2 separate regions of the Capra hircus genome follow, and region 1 is linked to region 2. The links are chromatin contacts, called in public Hi-C maps. All regions are on one chromosome and are shown on one strand. Each heading gives the region's core, a stretch centred on a gene start, on an enhancer-like site or on the middle of the called end of the contact. The rest is flanking DNA. Distances are from core to core; before and after follow the strand shown. Region 1 overlaps NEK6 (serine/threonine-protein kinase Nek6). Region 2 has its middle 96 kb from the start of NEK6.

Evidence for each region. Hi-C and Micro-C count contacts between places; a contact is called where the count stands out from the background.
Region 1: a contact with region 2 is called in a Hi-C map of blood, with 5 times the contacts expected there. The contact joins two enhancer-like sites. A contact is called at or near these places in 2 of 5 Hi-C or Micro-C datasets (both in blood).

The regions. Positions count from the first base shown.
Region 1 is chr11:94,921,047-94,926,278 of ARS1.2, forward strand. NEK6 (serine/threonine-protein kinase Nek6) reads left to right here. Exons shown (of 10, transcript XM_018055750.1): 10 at 1-1,014. PSMB7 (proteasome subunit beta type-7) reads right to left here. Exons shown (of 8, transcript XM_005687126.3): 7 at 4,388-4,539; 8 at 1,854-2,096. The coding sequence ends at 1,985. Among named protein-coding and RNA genes, the nearest start is that of PSMB7, 56 kb to the right of the region's middle. Within about 2 kb of position 1,280, at least 1 of the 5 cell types and tissues checked has an H3K27ac peak or open chromatin away from gene starts, as enhancers often do.
Region 2 is chr11:94,738,330-94,743,727 of ARS1.2, forward strand. No RefSeq gene overlaps it. Among named protein-coding and RNA genes, the nearest start is that of NEK6, 96 kb to the right of the region's middle. Within about 2 kb of position 1,457, at least 1 of the 5 cell types and tissues checked has an H3K27ac peak or open chromatin away from gene starts, as enhancers often do.

The sequences.
Region 1 (5,232 bases), core at 30-2,529, 180 kb after region 2:
TGAGCCTTTTAAAATGGATAGTGGCAAGTTTAGCTCTTAGAATCTTTTCAAACAATCAAGCTGTGTGCTTAATTTACTCTGTTGTAAGGGAAGAAAGTGGAAATATTTTTTTTTAAGTAGAGTGGAGATTTTCCTAATATTTTTCTCTCTGTTTATAACTTGATAAATGACGACGAGGTGAACCCAGCATCTGACATAGAGGCAAAGAGTATTTGAAAGCCATGAGTATTCTCTGTGCACTCGGCTCAGCCCTATTCTGAACACCCGCCAGCACCGGGCCCTCATCACTGGCCTGAATGCTGGGGGTTCATTTAATGATCAGTGTGAAGTGTCTTCCTCGCTGAGAAGGAAGCATAGGAAACAAAACTATACGGGCTTTGCGCTGGTCCTGCACCTTCCTGGCATGACCCTGGGCAAGCTTCTTAACCTCTGAGACCATTGCCGCATCTATAAAATGGACTTAATAACATCTGTCTTCAGGGTTGCTGACAGAATTTGAGATAAAATATGTAAATTATCTAGCTCATGGCAAATGATCCAAAAATGGTAGCTACTCACCCCTTCACAAAGCTGAAATCCACGGACCATGCAAGTCAAGAGTTAACGTACAGCTGTATTATTTGTAGAAAACCAGAAGTGTGTTCACTTATTTCTTGCTCCCAAATAGGATTAACTGTGAAGATTAATTTATAAATGTGAACTTAAGGAAAACTGAAGCTCTGAAGGAAGTAGTTTGAATTTTGTTTTTACACTCAAGTTAATCCCCAAATGGTCTACATAGTCGCCCACTGACTTGGTGACAGTTCAGCCCTCCAGACAGACAGCGCATGTGTCCGCCCCACTGGTGTCCTGGTCAGGCCTTCCTGGGGACAAAGGATTTGGGTCGGGCCAGTGTGCCGATTTCTTGTGTGAACTCTGTTCTACTGTAATACTGTCGCGTTTGAGAGATTTTCTTCAGATGCAGCCTCTGCTTTGTACTCATCCTCCATGGTTGAAATAAAATGGGTAAGAGGGGTCCTTCTGTGAATGCGTATGATTCGTGAGTTCTTTTACAACAGCTTCACACTGCAGCACCATCTCTAAAGCTGCTTTTAAAAACACAATTTCTCAGGCCCCAGACACTGAGTAATCTGGGAATTTTTTTAAGCTCCCCAGATAATTTTGATAAATCGTCAGCCAAGTTGCTATCCTAAATAATCGCATTGTTCTCCCCACCCTACTCCTGGCAGTTTAACCGGGGCAGCTTGCCCAAGACGGGGTTCACTCTGGGAGACCATGGCACTGGGCCTTTCTCATGTCCCCAAGATGAGCATGCCCTGGAGGACAGTCAGACTCTGTCTGTCTGGCACTTAGCACTGAAAGTTTTTCTGATTCCAGGCAGACTTTTTGCAAATATTCTGCTTATGGCTCTCAGAATCCCTACTGTGTCTGTCTCCCTTGGCAGTATCGTCTTTGGACACAGATGAACTAGCTTTCTGCATGCCATCAACTTTCAACCCCTTGAGAACAATTCTGCTTAGTACAAGGACCCTCTGGAGGTACACAATTTCAGCCATTCAGCAGGCCTGAGTATTGGAAAAACAGTCATTTCCTAACAGATAGTAAGTCCCAAGCATTCTTGGGACGTCTGTGAAACTGGGCAAAGTGGAGTACACCCCGGGTCACACAGCTAGAGCAAAGCAACACTGTCCACCTACCTGCTTGTTCTCGGTACTGAGAACTGATGAGTGGTTCTTTCCTACTTGGCTGTGCTGCACTCATCCTAAGCAGCAAAGAAAAGGAAGAAACCTGGGACTACCCTGAACAAAGAGAAAAGTAAGTTAGCAAAGGGGTGGGAAACCACTAGCTCTGACTTCAGCCACTTAATTTTGTTTTCATTTTTTATTGGGTTTTCATTCAGCAAACACTGGCCGAATGTCTTACAGGGGGAGCCTCCATTGCCCCCAGTCTTCCACAGCGGTAGCCAGCCAGCCACTGACACCATTCAGGACGTGTCCATTGTTTGGACTGTTTCTTCCAGCACCTCAATTTCCAGGGTTGTGACTTTTTCAGTGAGGACAGCAGTGGTCCCTTTCTCACACCTGTACCGGCCAAACCTAGTGAGAGAAAGACAAAAGCAGAGAGTTAGGATCCCCTAGGGGCCTGACAGAGGGCTAGAGAAAGGGACAAGTATTTAGGGGGCAAGCCGGCCTAGACTGGAGTCCTGGCTCTCCTGACTCCCAGTTCTTCGAAGCAGGGGGGATTCCGCTCCCCCAAAGGTCACTTTCCTCGGCTCTCAAGTGCTACAAAATGGGGCTACAGGAAGACAGGATGCATGTGGAAAGAGGTAAGATCGAGCACCTGGCACTGAGTGGACCCTCGGATTTCCTTCCCCACCTCCGCATCCCCAGGAGATGCATTTGTTCCTCTGCCTTCAAGCTTCAACCTCCCTAAAGCATTAATAACCATTAATACTGAAGTTACCTTCAGTAACCAGCAGGAAGTCAATCCTTTCATTAAGGTGCCACTGCCCCGGATGACATAACTGTAACCTTAAACATGGTAAAAATATCTGGAAGCATTAACAGTACAAAAATGACCCACAGCCAGACTCTGGGCTTGTCACTGTTGACCACACTTGAGACTCAAGAAGGGAGAATTAACTGTCCCTAAAGGGACACGGTAGATCACCACTAACGCTCACCCAGCATCACTTTGCCTAGGTGAATCTGAAAGGTTTCTCTGAGCTTGGCAGCCCCTAATCTCACAGTGGGACCAGGGAGACAACACTGTCGAAGCAGCACAGGTCCGCCTGTTCCTCTCGCCTGTCTGCAGCTGAGACACTTTCTGTCCGCGGACGCTGCTGGCTGTGCCATGACCAGGTGCTCCTTGAAAAGCCATCCTCACCTGGCAGCTTGTGCTCAAAGAGGGCAGGAGACAGAAAAAAGGGTGGCATAACAGCTCTGTACAAAACCAGGAGTTTGTACAGCCACGAACAGTGGGCCTTTAAGTTCTGTGAAACCCCCCCCCAGTCCCCACCCTGCTCTTAAAGGGCCCGAGCAGCAGCACCTCCTTCAGGTGTGCCCGCCCCCGGCTCCGGTGTGGAGATGGTGCTCCTTCCCCGACTGGACGGACCCTTGGAGGCTTGTGGCCTTGGAGCCAGGGCCCCACAGGACTCCTGTGTGCTGGACTCCTGAACCACAAAGTCTGTGGGAGGAGTGGAGTCTCCTCCCACCCTGGGTTATGGCACCTGGTTTCAGCAGCACAAAGGGAACACTTCTACCTGAAGCAACAGGGGACCGCAATACCACACTGCAGAGGAGCCAGTGCAAACATGCAAGGCCAGGTCCAACACAGCCCAGGCCCGAAAGGTTGCTTCCCTTCCCACCCAGGGCCCGAGGAGTCGCATGGGCTCAGCAGAGATCACCTTGTCCAGGCCCAAGGTGATCCAAGACAGGTGCCCAGAGTCCCCACCCCAAGCCAGAGCTCTTCTCTGCTGTGCTGTCCTACCTGTCTCAAACACTCCGCGGGTCCACGATGCTGAGCACACACTGCACTGAACACCTGCTACTTCTCAAAGTTCTTTCCTTTCCTTGTGAATTACCCGACTTGGAGTTGAGTATATGTGGTGGGAGTTGAAGCAGCACTGAGGAAGGGGGTGTGCTTGCTCTCCTCTAGCCAAACTTGGGGCTGAGTTTCTAACTGCTCCTGCGTACATTCAGATGAAGGCCGCTGGAGCAGAGCTCAGGAGCCACGTTTTGAGTGGCTCAGCCTCCAGGAAGAGGTTAGGCAGCTGCACAGCCGTTCGAGACTGCTGCTGAGTGGCTCACCTGCCACCAGGGCTGGCCACTTTCCAGTTACATAAGCAAACTGATGCGCACCTCGCCCCCTCGCCCATTCTGAGCTGGGCTGCAGCGCCAGCTCAGCACATGCCACAGGCTAAGGAAGTGGCATGACTCCCTCCACAATAGGAAGAAGCACCAGTTAGCTCTCAAAGGCTAACTTCTGGAGACTTTTTAACTAATGGCTGATAACCATTTCAGACTCTTGAACCACTCTGAGAAAAAGCTACAGGCTGGCTGCCCTGGAAAATGTACCTTCTCACAGAACTTCATACAGATTTCAGAGGCATCTTTAAGGAAGCAGAGAAAGGCCAGCACATGCTGAATTCAAACCTCTCCCCATAATCCGCAGTCTAGGAATCTGTCCACTCAACATCTCCCATCAACATTTTACAGATTACATCACTTTCCTATACTTGACAGCAGTTCCCAGTCAAAAACTGATTCAAAGGTCTGTTGAATAAAGCTGGCCTGGGTACACTGGCTTAACATGGGTACAAATAAAAGGAAGTCCTGTTCGGATGCCATGAATATAGTAAGGGTGGCCACAAGAAGCCTTCACTTACCTGGTCCCCTTCTTATTGGGCACTGAGTACGGACGGAGAAAATCCAGCTTGCTCTTGCTGATGACACACAGGTCAACGTTACTTCCAGACCCCAGGTCATTGAAGATCCCGGCTGCTATGGCTTCACTCACCAGCTTCTTAGCTTCTTCCTCCTGAGAAAGAAAATAGCAACAAGAGTGTTCCCAGTCGAATGGAGGGCCTGCTCTGATGTCCAGAGTGCTGTCAGAAGCAGGAAGAGAAAAGGGGGAGGGGACATAGAATATATAAAAAAAAAGGAAAGAAAAGGGGGAGGGGAAAAGGCCAACCTGTGAGGTAGGCATCATTTTTAGTGCCCATTAATGAAGGAAAGGTCTCAAAAGTACTTCAATGATCTGCCCAAGGTTCTGCAGCCGGTAAGCAAGAGAACCAGGCCTTTCAAACCCTTTATGCACACATGCCCTCTTCAACAAACTTTCACGTCAGACGCCTGCCACGTAATAGGACTGTGGGCTGATAGCAGCATTTTCACCTAAAACGGGGGTTGGTGAACTTGTCTAACAAAGGCCGAGGTAGTAAGTGTTCTGGGTTTGTGGACAGTCGCCATCATAACTACTCAGTCACGGCAGCACAGAACAGCCACAGAATACGTAAACAAGTGGGTGTGGCTGTGCGCCAACACACCTTCACCAAACAAAAACGGGTGCTGGGCCAGATTTGGCCCACGTGCTGTAGTTTGCCGACCCTTGATCAAAAATGTCCAAAATGGTTGGAATCTGCTTCCTGGTAACATAAGAAAGAAAGTCAATATCATGGTGAAAAAAATGAACACCAAAACACAATTCTGGGGATATGCTAGCAGAGCCAAG
Region 2 (5,398 bases), core at 207-2,706:
AGTGAAGTTGCTGTTAACTTTCATGTATAACAAACTCCATCATGAGCATACACTGCTTTTGATGATTTTTCTGAGAGGTTAAAAATTCAGAAAAACCCAAAGAGTAGTACAATAATCACTCATAATCACACGGCCTAGATTAACAACAAATAGCTTTTTGTTGCATCTGGATAAATCTTTTTTAAAATTTTTATTTATTTATTTGGCTGTGCCGGGTCTTGGTTGCAGCATGTGGGATCTTTAGCCTGTGGGATCTAATTCCCTGACCAGGGATTGAACCCAGGCCCCCTGCTATGGGAGTGTGGAGTCTTAGCCACTGGGCCACTAGGGCTTGAAATCTTTTTAAAATTTGACAGCAATATATAAATATGTTCTCCCTTTGAGCAACTGACCCAACCATTAGGATGAAGCCAGGACCCTCCTGACCACTCCCCAAGTCCCACTCTTCCCTCCCTCCCCTGGACACAGCAGGAGTGTGCTCTGCTTACCTCTGATGGCCGTTTTTCCCCCAGTGCCACTAACTGCACAGTTAGCCCCAACTCCAGTGTCACCTGCAGAGTCTGCCCCATCGCCCCATGTCAAACCAACACATACCAATTGTGTGTAGCGAGGCTCACTCATTTATGGTGTCATCTGTGCACAGCCAGGCTCAGTGACGCATAAGCCCAGAGTCACCTGCCCACAATCAGCCACAAACAGCCATTTGCGGTCCCAGACTCCATCCATTTGGGGCTTCCCTGAGAGCTCAGACGGTTAAGAATCTGCCTGCAATGCGGGAGACCTGGGTTCAATCTCTGGGTGGAGAAGATGCGCTGGAGAAGGGAATGGCAACCCACTCCAGCATTCTTGCTGGAGCATTCCATGGACAGAGGAGCCTGGCGGGCTACAGTCCACGAGGTCACCAACGGTCGGACAGGACTGAGCGACTACCACACTCCGTCCACGGCGCCATGTGGTATGACATCACACGCAATGTCACAGGACACGGGCGGGCCCCTCCCCCGGCGGAGCCCCGCCCACAGGACGCACTACACCCTGGGCGCGGCCACCGGCCAGCCTGGGGCCTGGGCCCTCCCGGCTTGGAGGCCTGGACCCAGGCGCTGCCTCCATCAGCAGGACCACCATTCAGGCTCCATCTCAGTGAGCTGAGGAGGCCTCTGCGGAAGCGAGAGCGAATGCAGAGAAAAGGCTTTGTTCTTTGTGGGCAGGTCATTAAGGGGAGCTGGAGCCCCTCTGCCAGCCCCTCCCCTCCCACAAAGGAACAAAACAGCAGCTATTTTTAGATTCGTGTCAAACTCCCTCAGACCCTGGGGTGGGGAGTCCCGTGAGAGAGGCGTTTGTGAGGGCTCTAATGAGCGGCAGCAGCAGTGCGGGGCTCTCCAGGCAGCTGGCCCCCATCTCCGCCAGGGGAGGAGCCAGCCCCGGATGTTCCTGAGACAAAGGGAGGCCCGAGACAATGGGAACAATGCCCGGCTCCCGGGTGCCTGCTTGTGGGGGAGCACTCCCCTGCTTGTGCGAGGAGGTCCCATGGGGCACAGCGCGTGGGCATGGGGGCGCTCCTTCCCTGGTTGCCTCACAGGCCCCGTTTCCCTGAGGAGGCTGCCTGGGACGAGGGACTCTTGTGCCTGACAGCGCCTGTGCTCTTGCTACTACACAGACGTCATGTAATGGGCAGTTTGGGGGTCATCCAGTTAAGAAAGCATCCCAGCTCTGAACCCTTAGAGCTGTGTGGCTTTGGGCCTCAATTTCCTCACCTGTAAAATGGGAACGATCATTTTCACCTCCCGGGAGTGTTGTGAGGAGTCCAGGACACATAAATAGGTTCTCAGCAGGCTGAGTTGTGAGCTCCTCGCAGAGCAAGGGCCTCATCTACAACACGGCTGGAGAGCCCAAGACGCTGCCTGACACACAGTAGGTGATCAGGAAACTTTGTTGAAGTTACTAAAGGGTCCTTAATAGCCTTCCGCCCTACGGGCTTGACCCAGCTTGGGTCACCCTCTTTCCAAGACTTGCCCCCAGGGTCCTTCCTCTTGCAAAGAAATTTGCCCTCTAAGACCAAGTCCCCATCAGCGGGTGTCACCGCCCGGGCTGGGAGCCCTATATTGCAATGACAGCGCCTGGCCACCAGGGGGCGCAGTCTCTTAACGTTTCCACACCAGCCTTGAGTCCTTTCCACCACCACTCAGCCTGGAGGGCTGGAGATGGTACCCCTCACCGAATGGGGTATCTGTCCACCTACTCACCCAGAGATCTCGGGGCCATGCTCCTAAAACGCTGTGGATGAACAGCATTACAACCAAGACTGTCATCTTGCAATGGTTAGAAAGAAGCACTGTTCAGGTCTGACCTGCTTCTCCCGCATTGCAATGTCCTGCCCTCACAGATTATGGTGACCCACTGCTGCCCCAGGCTTACCCCACCAGACTTCAGGATTCCCTGTTCTGTACCCTCCCTTCCAGCCAGAGAAGCCCAGACCGTTAGAGCCAGAAGGTCCTCAAGTTGATCTGAGTGTCTCCCGCTCCATTTTACAGACGGGAAAACTAAGGTCTACAGAATAGACCTCAGGAATACACAGTGAGGAGGTAACTGGACCAAGACCCAAACCTGGGTTCTCTTTTTCAACTTGTGCTATCTCATGCATGAGCTGTTTCACTGTTGTTCTGTTGTTCTTTAATTGCTAAGTCGTGTCCAACTCTCTTGTGACTCTGTGGACTATAGCCTGCCAGGCTCCTCTGTCCATGGAATTTTCCAGGCAAGAATACTGAAGTGGGTTGCCATTTCCTTCTCCAGGGAATCTTCTCAACCTAGGGATCAAACCCTCGTGTCCTGCATTGGCAGGTGGATTCTTTACCACTGAGCCACCTGGGAAGTCCCACTGTTGTTCTAGGGGAAGGATAAAAGGGGAAAGAACATTTTCAAGGACTTCTTTTTCTGTTCTAGATCTTTGCCTGGATCTGTACCTGAATTATTTGGTTGAATCCTCTACCAACCCTTTGAATAAGGAGTTATCTCCATTTATGAATGAGGAAAGTGAGGTCTGGTGAGGTTGCCTGAAGTTTCACAGCTAAGAAATAGCAGCACTCATATTTGTCCCTGGAGCTGCCTGATTCCCAAATCCACATTCTTTCTGTTCCATTAGGTTGAACTGTATAAAATTGCCATTCCCAGAGGTCAAAGTTTTCAAAATACTTGGTGTTATATGTTTAAGCTTAATACTATGCCAAAGGGACTCTCTTATCCTACAGGAAGGGGCCATTAATTGGAATATTCTGGTGGCAGGGGTGGGAAGAAGGGGGGAAGATTTCTTTAAGAGTAAAACACCCTGAGGAGATGACTATTGTGGGAGAGATTATTCCCTGCCCCCCAAAGCACAGATAAGGATCCTGGAATGGCTGTTGGCTCTAGAGGCTCCAGTTCATGAACTTCTGACCACAGAGGGGTCCTGCATCTTGAGCAGGAGGAGAATTGGAGGAGGGTCTTGAGGGGAGATGTGGCCTCTCTGGCTATGTCAGGGAGGCCCCTTGGAAGAGAGACAAACCTACATGATATAAATTTAAGATGTCACATAATGCCACAGAATATCGTGGTGAGAATGCTGCAGAGTGCTGTTGAATGTCAAGGAATGTCGTAAAATGCTCTGGAATGTCAAAGAATGTCACAGGATATCGTGAATTCTTGTAAATGTCATAAATTGTTGTAAATGTCAGAAGATGTCACAGAATGCTGTAGATGGTTGTAAATGTCATTGGATGTCAAGGACCACCTTCCAATGTCATCACAGAATGCTGTAGATGGCTGTAAATGTCATGGAATGACTTAGAACGTCATCCTGGATCTCCTAGACCGTGGTAGGCTGTTACAGAATGTCAGCATCACAGAATGTCATGGAAAGTTCCAGTCAGTTGGAAAAGACTCTGGGTTCCAGGTTTACCTGCGCGTTTTGCAGATGGGAAAAATGAAGCCCAGAGAAGAAAAGGGGCTTGTCTAATGAAGCTCACCCAGATAGACCCTGGCAGATGTACATTCAGCATCTGGAGCTCTGGACTCCCAGCCCAAGCAGCCTCCCTTGGCTGATGCTCATGGGGACTAATTAACCCTGTGATGGAAACAGTGGTGCCCAGTGGGTATTCAGCAAAATTCCCAATTCTGGCTGGCACTAGCCCTATGTCAGAATGGGGAATTAACTCCACGTGTGGGGCTTTCTGGTCTGGAAAGCAAAATAATGAGGTCTTTACACTGAAATCAACAACATTCCTTCTCTTCAGCGGAAAGAGGGTGGGTGTGTTGGGGGAGCCCTCAGAGACCTCTCCAGACCCTGGGCCAGAAAAGGTGCCCTGGGCTGTTCCGGGAGCTGCTCCTTGACAGCCAGGGACTCAGGGGTGTCCCAACTTTGTAGACAACTCTTGGCAGAGGCCCTCGGGCTCAGGAGGCTGGGTGTGGGTCTCAGAGGTGGGGAAGCAAGGGAGGGACCCTAGAAGGGTCTTTCCAGCCAGATGTCGGGCAGGCAGGAAGGATATCCCTTTGGCTGAACTGACTGCCCAGAGGGGAATGGAAGTCAGCAATAGGAATCCAAAGAGTCCCACTGTCTCAGCAGGTGGATGGATGAGGAGTCATGGAGGCGGCTGCCAGATGCAAGTGTCTTCAGGAGATGGTCTTCCCTGGTCTCTGCATCTAGCAGGAGACTCCCTCCATGATAAGACATGCTCTACTTTCCTCCTCCTGTCCCCAAACCCCAAATCTCTCCCTCTCCTCCCCCACTCTCTCCTTCCCTCTTGTAAAGACCCCCACCTAGAAATAGCTTGTCCCCCCTCCAGGGTCCTGGGCGGGCCCCTTGGTCCTTGAACCATCCTGAAGTTTCCTTGATGCACACCAATGGGCATAGCCCGAAGCTCTCGGCCCTGCAAGGGGAAGTGAACTGGGGAGACTCCCAGGGATCTGTTCCATCCTCACTAGCACAGAGTCCCCTTCCCCTGACTGCTAGTCTAGGGACCTTTCCAGGCCCAGAGCCAATCCAGGGTGCCCCCCACCCCAAGGGGAGAGTTGGTAGTGGCACTGAGCCAGCTCGCCAGGGACAGTCCCTCTGGCAGACACTGGAGCTGGCCCAGGCTGACCACAGACACCATCTAGCTAAGCTGGGGGTGGGCAGAGGGAGGGGATTTTGCCCCCCGGGGCTGGGCCTGCAGTGACTCAGAGCCTTAGGCATCTGCCCTCTTAGCAAAGACTTCCCTTCTCTCAAAGAGTTCGCTCCCTGCAGCTGTAAAAATAACAAGGTCCCAGCAGAGCCTGGTGGCAGAGCTGAGTTCAGGAAAGGGCGCTAAGAATGTGCAGGAGGAGTTGGGGGGAGAGGAACTCAGGCAGAGAAGGCCGTGGCGCTGGGGGGCCTGCGGGTGACCAAGGG